3 separate regions of the Mus musculus genome follow, and all the other regions are linked to region 3. The links are chromatin contacts, called in public Hi-C maps. All regions are on one chromosome and are shown on one strand. The core of a region is the stretch at or near the end of the contact, and the rest is flanking DNA. Distances in the headings are between cores, read along the strand shown.

Region 1 (2,947 bases), core at 248-2,747, 240 kb before region 3:
ACTTGGACCAAGCCTGAGGGTCAGTAGGACTTAGACTGAGGGAGGAGGGGGAGAGGTCTGAGGATGAGGAGCGGCAGCACTGCAGTCAAGGTCAGAGGAGGAGAACTCGTTGACAAGCCTGGGGTCATAAGCTGAGAAAGCTGTGACTTAAAAGGGGCAAGCAAGGGAGTCCTCAAGTCACAAGATTTCTCAAGCAGAGGGGACAGTCAGGGTTGGAGATAGGAGGGAGCTTATGGTAGGTCTTTATCAAGGTGGAGGAGGGCTCAGAGTGGAGGAGGCAAGATCAGTGGGAGGCTCACCACCATCCCAGGGAAAGTTGTGATGATCAGACAGGACACTGATTGTCTTGGAGGACTGAGTAGATAGGCAGGATATTGACTGGGAGCCCAGCAGCACAGTGAGTGACACAAGTAGAAAGACCCAGCACCCTTTTCCATAGCTCGGTGGTCTGGGCTCGTAGGGTTTCCAGCCTCAGCATGTGTGGCTTCCAGGTGGTTGCTCCAGCTCTCCCTGATGGGGAGGGGGGCCTGGTGAGATCACGGCCAGTTTAAAAGCAAGAACAGAACTGAGCACACCATTTCTAGACATGTCCTGTTGGCTGGACGGTCCTGTGGCCTCTCTCAGCTATAAGCTGTTTAGGAATTGTGTCTAACTGTCGTCAAGCTGAAGCTCTGTCACAGTGGAGGAGGGAGGCATGGCTGTTGGGGACAGATGGAAATTCTCACTCTCTGCTGTTGCCTCCTCACTGCCCCACCCTCAGTGACTCCCACATTCATCTTGTTCTGAACTCTGTGTGGCTTCTGTTCTCTAGGAGCCATTAGGAACTGTGCTGGCCACGGTGACGAATACTTGAGAGATACAGTTGAAAGGGAGGTACCGCTTGCTTGGGCTCATGGTTTCAGAACTCTCTGCTCATAGCTGGCTATATTTCTGGCAGTGAGGAGGCAGGTGGAAGGACATGGCAAAGCTAAGTTGCTCATCTCATCCTGGCTAGGAAGCAAAGGGAGGCAGAGGGGCCCCGGACATTGACGTATACTAGGTCTGTGCAACCCTTTACCAGACATACTCGATCTGGGTTCCTATCTTCCTCTCGGGAGCACCTCTTGTGTCCACAGTGAGCCACTTCCTATGGCCATGGAAAGTATTTTCTAAGAAGTTCATGTCCTGAAATCTCTGGAAGGAGCAGCATAGAAGGGCATTTGGAATTGGTGTGCCTACTCCATGAATTTCCTTTCCTGTACTGCCATAGGGCAGGTGTGAGCAGGGAAGCTGCTGTCTGCTCTTGGGAAAAGTTGGGAAGGAGGACAGACTCATAAACTGACTTCTTTCTGCTTTTCACTCTGACTCCTGGGTAACTGTTTTCTCAAAAGTTTGGCTTATTGCACAGCTTGGGAGAATCCCACTGAATCTTGGGAATGAGGTCACACTGCTGTACATCCACCCCCAACCTCTCTCGGGTCTGGCCCCTCTCTGTCGTGCTTATTGAGCAGAGTCCACTAGGTGGCAGTCCTGGGCCACTTGTTGGTGGGGACGATTGAAATGCTGCAAAAGACCCAGTGGGATGGAGAGCAAGGGTCCTCTTGCCCAAATGCCTTTTAGTGGGTCTGTAACTGCTGATTCTAGAGACACTGAACCTGGTTAGGAAGCCAGAGATGCCTTTTCTTCTGGCAGACTCTCCACCTCTCTCCTAGCCTTTGATTTTGCTAACTCTACTCTCCTGTTGTGGCTGCCCTAGGCTTGCTGCAGTTCAAGAGACCAAGTGGTGCCCCTGAGAATCAGAGAAGGAGATCTTCCAGCCCCTGTAATGCACTGGCTGGAGGATGGGCTCCCTCTTCTTGCTGTGGTTTGCTTCTTTCCGAGGATGTTGCTGGTGGCAGCTTGGCTTGAGTCCAGAGCAATAGAGGCACAGTTGGGCTTAGATGGGGGGGCAGGGTGAGAAATGCTGAGGTTTGAGGAGGGATGGTCTGGGTCATTCCCTTATCAACCATAGGTTACTGTTTTCTCAGGCTGTGTAGTCCAGGCTGCTCATAGCCTAATGCCTCAAATTAGGGTGGGATTAAGGGTGGCTCTGTGGACTTTGTCCTCAGACAGATGGTTAGGAGACAGAGGGTTCCTTGCACCATCTTCTCTAAGAGCTGGTGACATCCTTCAAGCGCCTTTTCTTGGCGTCTTTGCACAAAACAAGCAGATTCTGACTTTCTTGTAGGCGGATGGACTGCCAGTTTTGGCAGCAAGGGAGATTTTTTTTTCAAGGCCCGGAGAAGACATGGAGGGAACTCAGCTAACCTAGCGGTGACTTGAACTGTGGTGAATAGCCATTAGGTTAAAGGATCCTAATGCTGGCTCCCAGTACAGCCACTGCTGCTCATTTCTCTGAAGAAGCCAGGGTCTAGTGGCAAGAGTCCTATTCTTCTGTGTCCTTCTGGAGAGTCTCCAGGAGGATGACATGGCAAGATCATCTGTGACATTCCTATGAGCATGCTGTAGCTGGCCTGCATGCCTACCATAGCTCTGGCTTGCCCTGAATTGGTTGCTGCCAACTCCACAGCAGGGTGGGGTCTCATGTAAATATGGAAGGTCTCTGTAGGGATGTCTTTCTCAGAGAGCTGGTCCTAGCCATATTCTTCTCGGTTTCTTGGCAGCCACTCCAAGACACTGATCAGCTGCCCCCACCTGTTTTGGCCTTAATGCCTTTGTTGCTTCCTAGTAGTTGCTCAGAGCCTTCATGACTGTCCTTTAGGTAGTAGTGGGTGAAAAGAGAGCTCTGGGTTTTGTCCTCCTGTCTTGCAAGCTCTTGTACTACAGTGGTCTCAAGGGCACAGCATACATACATTCCCAGCTCACTGAAAGTTGGTGTTACTCACAAGGTGCTTGCCATAGTGACTGTCATTCCTCAGGGTTAGGGAGGAAGGACTCTGCTGCTTAGCCTTTATGGGGGAGAATACCG
Region 2 (3,137 bases), core at 479-2,978, 180 kb after region 3:
CCACCACGCACACTGTGGCCAGATGCTTACACCAGAGCCTCGGAGCTTCCTGGGAATACCCAAATCATCTTTTGTTGTTTGTCCCCCAAGACATCTGCAGCTACCTCTCCCAGAATTGCAGGGCTCCAATGCTGAAAAAAAACAAACAAACAAAAAAAAAAAACAACAAACACAAAACATTTAGCAAAGTCCCCATATCCAGGACATGTTTGTCAGCAGGGTGAGGACAGGAACAGAGCTAGGATAGGGTGGACATATTTCTGTAGAAGAATTTTAATTCAGCAACATGGCTGATCTGGCAAGGGATCACATCCAAAGACCATCTAGGCCTGTGTGGTCTGGCTGGAATGCAGACATGCCACCCACCTTTAATCCCTCTGGCTAGAATATAGACATTCCTTTATTACACACCTTTAACACCAAACATTGAAGGTAAAGTTAGTTTGTAGAAGGAATCAGCCATGCTTCAAAGTGACATCTAATTGAGGGGCAGACAAAGTGTTGAATCAGAGAACAACTTGACAGAATGAGTCAGAGACAGCATACACCCAATTCTCATGAGAACAGAGGGGAAAGAGCAGGGCAGAGAGAGAGGGGCTGAGGGGGACAGGGAGAGGTTAGAGGGAGAGAAGAGAAGGAGGAGGAGGGGAAGAGGAAGTTTTATGGGACACTTTTCAGTTTTACAGAGACAGGTTGCAGGTGAAGACATAAGGAGCCAGAGGATTAGAACAGACTGATAGAGTTAGTCCGAGGCCAAGCAGAGCAGTTGAGTGAGAAGTTGAAAGAAGGGATATTGAAGTCAGTCAAGCTTTGAGCCAGAACAGCTGAGTTGAACCAGCCAGCCAGAGTTCAGAAAGAGCTAGAGGAGGTGAGCTTATTCAGCAGGCAGCCTCCCAGATGACAATTACATCAGGAGAGTAAAAGATGCATTTACATTTTTCTTTCTTTTCCATTGTCTTGCTTTGCTCTCTGGGCAGCAGACAGAATTAACTGTGAGCAATCCTACCAGTGGTTTTCTTCTTCTGGACTCCGGTGCATGTGGGCTCATTCCTCTGTTCTCAGCTCCAGAAACCCCACAGTCACCACCCCCGACCCCATAGGAGGGGAATGGAACACCCTTTCGAGCTCATTTTACTCTAGTCCGTGTCTCTGCTTTAACGCTGCTTTGCACTTTAACACTATTTTATGCAGATCTAAAGCAAGGAAAATTGAATTTTGAAGTAGAATGATGTGAAGTGCATTAATTTGGCGAGGATGGACTTGTGATATCAAGGTCTTCCTGGTATCTATACAGCCTTATCCTAAGCAGGGTAGTTCTTATCGACTGTCACACGTGTACCCTTGACCTCACTCCCTTCACAACTGCCAGTCTCATCTTGCTCGTCCCAGCTCCAGGCCCAGCACGCTTCCTCACCCACATCTGTCCCTCCACGGCCCCAGTCAGGCCTGATGCCCACTGACTTGTCTCTTAATTTGGCTCTTGTGCTCTCTTATTACTCCAGTGTCCCCCACTCTTCCCAGCCATGGTACTGCTCTAGACATGTAAAACGGGTTACCCCTTGGCTGAACGGCTTCAGTGGCTCTCAGGCTCCCATCAGGAGGCTGTGTCCTAGCCCTGCAGGCCTCCAACACAGTCCCTTCTCAATCCTGCACAGGACCAAGGTCTCAGTTTCCTTCCTCCCCAATGCCTTACCACAGACAGCTCCCTGTCTCTCTTCTATCCCAGGACCACAGCACAGCTCTGCTGGAAACCTAGCCCTGTTGACAGAATTCATCTGTAACTCCTTGCCCTTCACTCCTCATCCATTAGAGTTGAGACATAAAAGACAACCCCACCCTCTGCAGCTCTTGGATTTTGCAGGGTAGGTGAGCCCTCTACCAAGGAAACCACATTCCTGCCCCCCTTTCTTTTTCTTGCTTTCTTCCTTCCTTCCTTCCTTCCTTTCTTTCTTTCTTTCTTTCTTTCTTTCTTTCTTTCTTTCTTTCTTTCTTTCTTCCTTCCTTCCTTCCTTCCTTCCTTCCTCTCTCTCTTTCTTTCTTTCTTTTTCTCTCTCTGCCTCTCCCTGTCTCCCCCTGTCTCTGTCTCTCTTTGCCTCTGTCTCTCTTTGCCTCTCTCTCTCTCTTTGCCTCTTTCTCTCTCTCTCTCTCTCTCTCTCTCTCTCTCTCTGTGTGTGTGTGTGTGTGTGTGTGTGTGTGTGTGTGTGTGTGTGATTCTTAAAGGCTTTCATACACAGCCTGGGCTATGAGATAGAAAGCCATGCCCTTCTTTGCTGTGACCCGAGGTTTCTATGGTTAGCATTCTCTGTACATTGCTCAGATCTTTCGAATGGCTACATTGACACAGGATTTACAGACTGTGAAGTATCCCACTCACAGCAGATGCCTTTGTGTTTGTGGGTTGGGCCAGTATTACGGGCCATCCTTAATCTAAGTTCAAGTGGACGGCATCCTCCATACCCTTCATTCCTAGGTTGACTGTGAAGTGGCATCATGGTCCAAGTGCTGATTCCAGAGTTCACAACTAAGCATGTCTACTCAGAGAGCCAGAACCTCAGACCTTTTATGATAAACCACAACTGGGGGTGGGGGGAGATGGAGGGCACCATCAGGACCCAATCAGAAATGAAGATGTCACCACTGCTCTGTGGAGGGAGTCCTTGGGTGAGGAGAGTCTTCCAGGTAGGACCTCTGAGAACTTGGAGTCTCAGGACACATATCTTTATCCTCACTGGCGTCTGGCTTAAGTGAGGTTGTCATAGCAGCTGCCCGGCTTCCTGGAGCTTCAGGAAGGAGACATGGGTCAGAGCTGACATAAGTCTCCTGTCTTTGATGGGCCTCACAGGACCATTGTGATTAGTTCCACGTCCTGGATTTCTGGGGAAAAGATGGAGATGCTGGCTCTGATCCAGGATAGACAGCACCACTTCTACCCGATGAAGCCTCTGCTCCTACAGTCCATACCTCCAGCTCCTTTCAGCCTGGGCCTGTCTCCTCCTCCACCCCCTCTTACTGGAGCATCATTCCCTTCTGCCTCTAATACTCAACTATGGAGGGAGTCCCATTGCTGCCCAAGGTTGGCAAGTTCTGCCCTCTAGGGGCCCCAGGGCGCCATGTTCTTTACTGTGCATGAGATGAGG
Region 3 (2,869 bases), core at 195-2,694:
AACAACTGAGAGGTAAGAAGGCGGACAGATGGTGGCAGAGGAACCTCTTGATTGTCCCTGGACCACTCCAACCAGTTGTGGCTTTTGGCTGTCAAAGAGAGCCCGCCCAGCTCTTTCAGCTCTTCATTTCAGAAGGGTCCCCAGCACTATCTACTATCAAGAGATGTTTGTTCACACCTTTGAACTAAAACAGAAACTTAGCTCTTCTTGTCCATGAACTCTGGTTTCACTGTCAGCCCACCAGCTTACCTACAGCTTGGGTCTGGCCATGATCTTTATTCAGAGCTGTCCCCAGTCAAGCTCTCTGTCCTACTGTTTCTGTGATCCTGTGTGCTTCCCTTTCCAGATCCCCTCATTTTTACCTGGGAGGGTCTCTGCTGCGGTTCCATGTCATATCTGTGTGGTAGGGAACTTACCATACCCAGCGGTGCCAGGCCCACACAAACTGAAGCCCAAAAGCGCAAGCCAGGAACCTGGAAGGCTCCACAGAGGAACTGACACATTCCTCCCGGCTTTTGCTCATTGGCTAAGACCAAAAGGACCAGAGGAAGAACACAGAATTTTTGCTCAAGCAAGAGCCGTATACAGACAAGATGAGCTCAGCTGGTGAAATCACTTATTATCTAACCTAACCTAATGACCCAACCTAAGTTGCACCCCTGGAACCGATAAGTACCCGCCCTATTTGCTCATAAACAAAGAAACAAACGAGTGAGTGAATCTAATAAGATTTTAGAAGACCCAGAATCCCACTTGTCTTTCTAGGAGTAAATGACTTAGATGCACTTGTGTCCACTAATGCGGTGGGCAGGGTAGCTGAGCTGGGCAGGAACATCGGATCACCTCCTTACTGCACTTTGCCACTGGCAGAAGTCGGGGAAGGCTTGTGAAAAAGTCAGACAGGCTGACTTACTGTTTGAAACATCCTGGTGATGGGCACGAAGGAGGAGTAGCTAAGCCTTTGAGCTGCCTTGAGTGCCCATCAGAAGAGTTCATGTGTAGAGATCAAGGGGTAAGAGGTCAGGCCAGAAAGATCCTGCCTTTCCTGGTGGGACTGAAGAGAGGGAAGGAGACAACCTGCCCAGCTGTACAAGAGGACATTTCCTGGGGTGGACTGTGCCCCTGATGTTGGCTGCAGCCTGTCAAGACCCAGGAGCTAAGTGAAGGAGAAGGCTGCTGGGGTCAAAAGAACAAGTAACTGACAGGGCCATTCAGGGCTGAGGGACAGAGGAGAGTTATAAGGTGTGGGAAGCTGAGCTAAGGAAGCCCTGCATGGGTGACATCCTGAGTGAATGGCTGTTGTTGACATCGATGACCCATGTGAAGGACTCCAAACCCTCAGACCTATGGGGCCAGACTCAAGAGGGCCATGCTCTCCTTAGGAGACCAAGTATTATGAATGATTATCAGTGTGTGCAAAGACTAACAACTGCAACTTCCTCCTCCAGGATGTGTACAGTCTGAGACTGTTCCCTATAGACTTCCTGTAGAGACTAGCAAAAACCCCACTCTCGTGCTATACCTAATAAATATGCTAAGGGAGCAGAATTTCACTGCATCCCAGCTTGACTGTACATATGTCCATCTGACTGTCCTTCCTACATTCCCTCACTGCTCCTAATTGGGATTCCAGGACCCAAGCTGTATGGGATACAGCACCCAAGAGAACAGTCTGTGCTCACATCACCCATGGTGACATTCAGTGTTTAGCCTGCCCAGCTGTTCAAGGTGACATTTCCTCTGGAGCTGACAAGGGACCTGAGCTCTCTTTCCTAGTGTCAGGAGACCCACGTGCTGTGCCATGGGTGACCTTAAGCCATCTGGGGAAGAAGAAAAGGAAGGGAGCAGCCATTTCTCTTGGGAAAGATGATCTGGAACCAAGACATTTTCAAAACAGAGACTGCTAAAAAAGATGTGTTTAATAGCATGGGATTGAGGCAGTTTTAAAGTCTGAGGTCTGACCCTGCCTCCCTGTGGGGCAATATTGGAGAAGTCACAGATGGTTTGGAAGCACATCGGGGAACCCAACTGAGCTGTGTGTATACGCACTTAACGACAGATGCCACAAGCTGAGGGCAGTGCGGGGGTCGCAATCCTCCTCCTCTGAGGGCTGGCAGACATGTGACATCTGGCAAATCAGAGCTTGCTCCGTGAGGTAGAGCTCACCAGGCTACCATAGAGGCAGCTTTCTTCCTTGAAAGAAAAGTGGCAGGTTTGGTTTGATTTTACTTTGTAACAAGGGGCAGAGTCTGTGAAGAGAGAGTTGTGGGTCCTCTTTGGGCTGTCCAGCTATGAAGCTCATTCTAAGGGTTGGGACCCAAGACATGAGGTATCTATACTGCCCCCATGCAATGACCATTGCCCATCTGCTTCCCACCCTCAGCCACATCAGCCTGAGAGGCCTGACAGGTCTGCAGAGCGTGGCTGTCCCTTCTGAGAGGCAAATGGCCCTTCATCTGTCACCTGGGACCAGGTGTCTGCTCAGAGCTGATATGGACAACTTAGAGACTGCAGTATGCTCAGTTGGACAGACAGACAGACACACACACACACACACAGACACACACACACACACACATCATGCACCTGAAACTGTCCCCTCAGGCTTCTGCCCACAAGTCAGGGACCACTGTGACTCACTTGCAGACGTCAACACAAAGGGTAAAGCCAAGGCTGTATCCCACGGTGGGCTAATCCTGGATTAGGACGCTGCCAGCGCAGAGCCACTTGGTTCCAGCATGCTCTCAGCATGCTGCTAACGGCCCATTAAGTCTTGCAGGCAGAGGCCCTCGAAGCTCGGGCGGGTGGTCATGACTTTGGAGTTCTTGCCAGCTTCAAGCTCCCATTTCCCACAGTCACTGGCTCACAT

Evidence for each region. A called contact is a pair of places that touch in the nucleus more often than the background predicts.
Region 1: a contact with region 3 is called in a Hi-C map of bone marrow-derived macrophages, with 33 read pairs. The contact joins two enhancer-like sites. A contact is called at or near these places in 4 of 484 Hi-C or Micro-C datasets (bone marrow-derived macrophages, muscle stem cells, olfactory sensory neurons and 1 more), 2 of 115 datasets of contacts at active chromatin or transcription factors (extraembryonic endoderm stem cells and trophoblast stem cells) and 3 of 9 other capture datasets (adipose tissue, liver and pancreatic islet).
Region 2: a contact with region 3 is called in a Hi-C map of the 63-12 cell line, with 2.5 times the contacts expected there. The contact joins two enhancer-like sites. A contact is called at or near these places in 1 of 15 datasets of contacts at CTCF or cohesin (pro-B cells), 5 of 484 Hi-C or Micro-C datasets (the 63-12 cell line, CD4 T cells, bone marrow-derived macrophages and 1 more) and 1 of 9 other capture datasets (embryonic stem cells).

Annotation. Positions count from the first base shown.
Region 1 is chr6:89,552,046-89,554,992 of GRCm38.p6, reverse strand. All of the region lies in intron 4 of Chchd6 (coiled-coil-helix-coiled-coil-helix domain containing 6), which reads left to right. Among named protein-coding and RNA genes, the nearest start is that of Chchd6, 42 kb to the left of the region's middle. Within about 2 kb of position 1,497, at least 38 of the 459 cell types and tissues checked have an H3K27ac peak or open chromatin away from gene starts, as enhancers often do. A contact at or near this core is called in bone marrow-derived macrophages, where this site is marked.
Region 2 is chr6:89,128,277-89,131,413 of GRCm38.p6, reverse strand. No RefSeq gene overlaps it. Among named protein-coding and RNA genes, the nearest start is that of Gm1965, 11 kb to the left of the region's middle. Within about 2 kb of position 1,728, at least 3 of the 459 cell types and tissues checked have an H3K27ac peak or open chromatin away from gene starts, as enhancers often do. A contact at or near this core is called in the 63-12 cell line, where this site is marked.
Region 3 is chr6:89,310,311-89,313,179 of GRCm38.p6, reverse strand. No RefSeq gene overlaps it. Among named protein-coding and RNA genes, the nearest start is that of 4930512J16Rik, 26 kb to the right of the region's middle. Within about 2 kb of position 1,444, at least 18 of the 459 cell types and tissues checked have an H3K27ac peak or open chromatin away from gene starts, as enhancers often do. A contact at or near this core is called in the 63-12 cell line and bone marrow-derived macrophages, where this site is marked.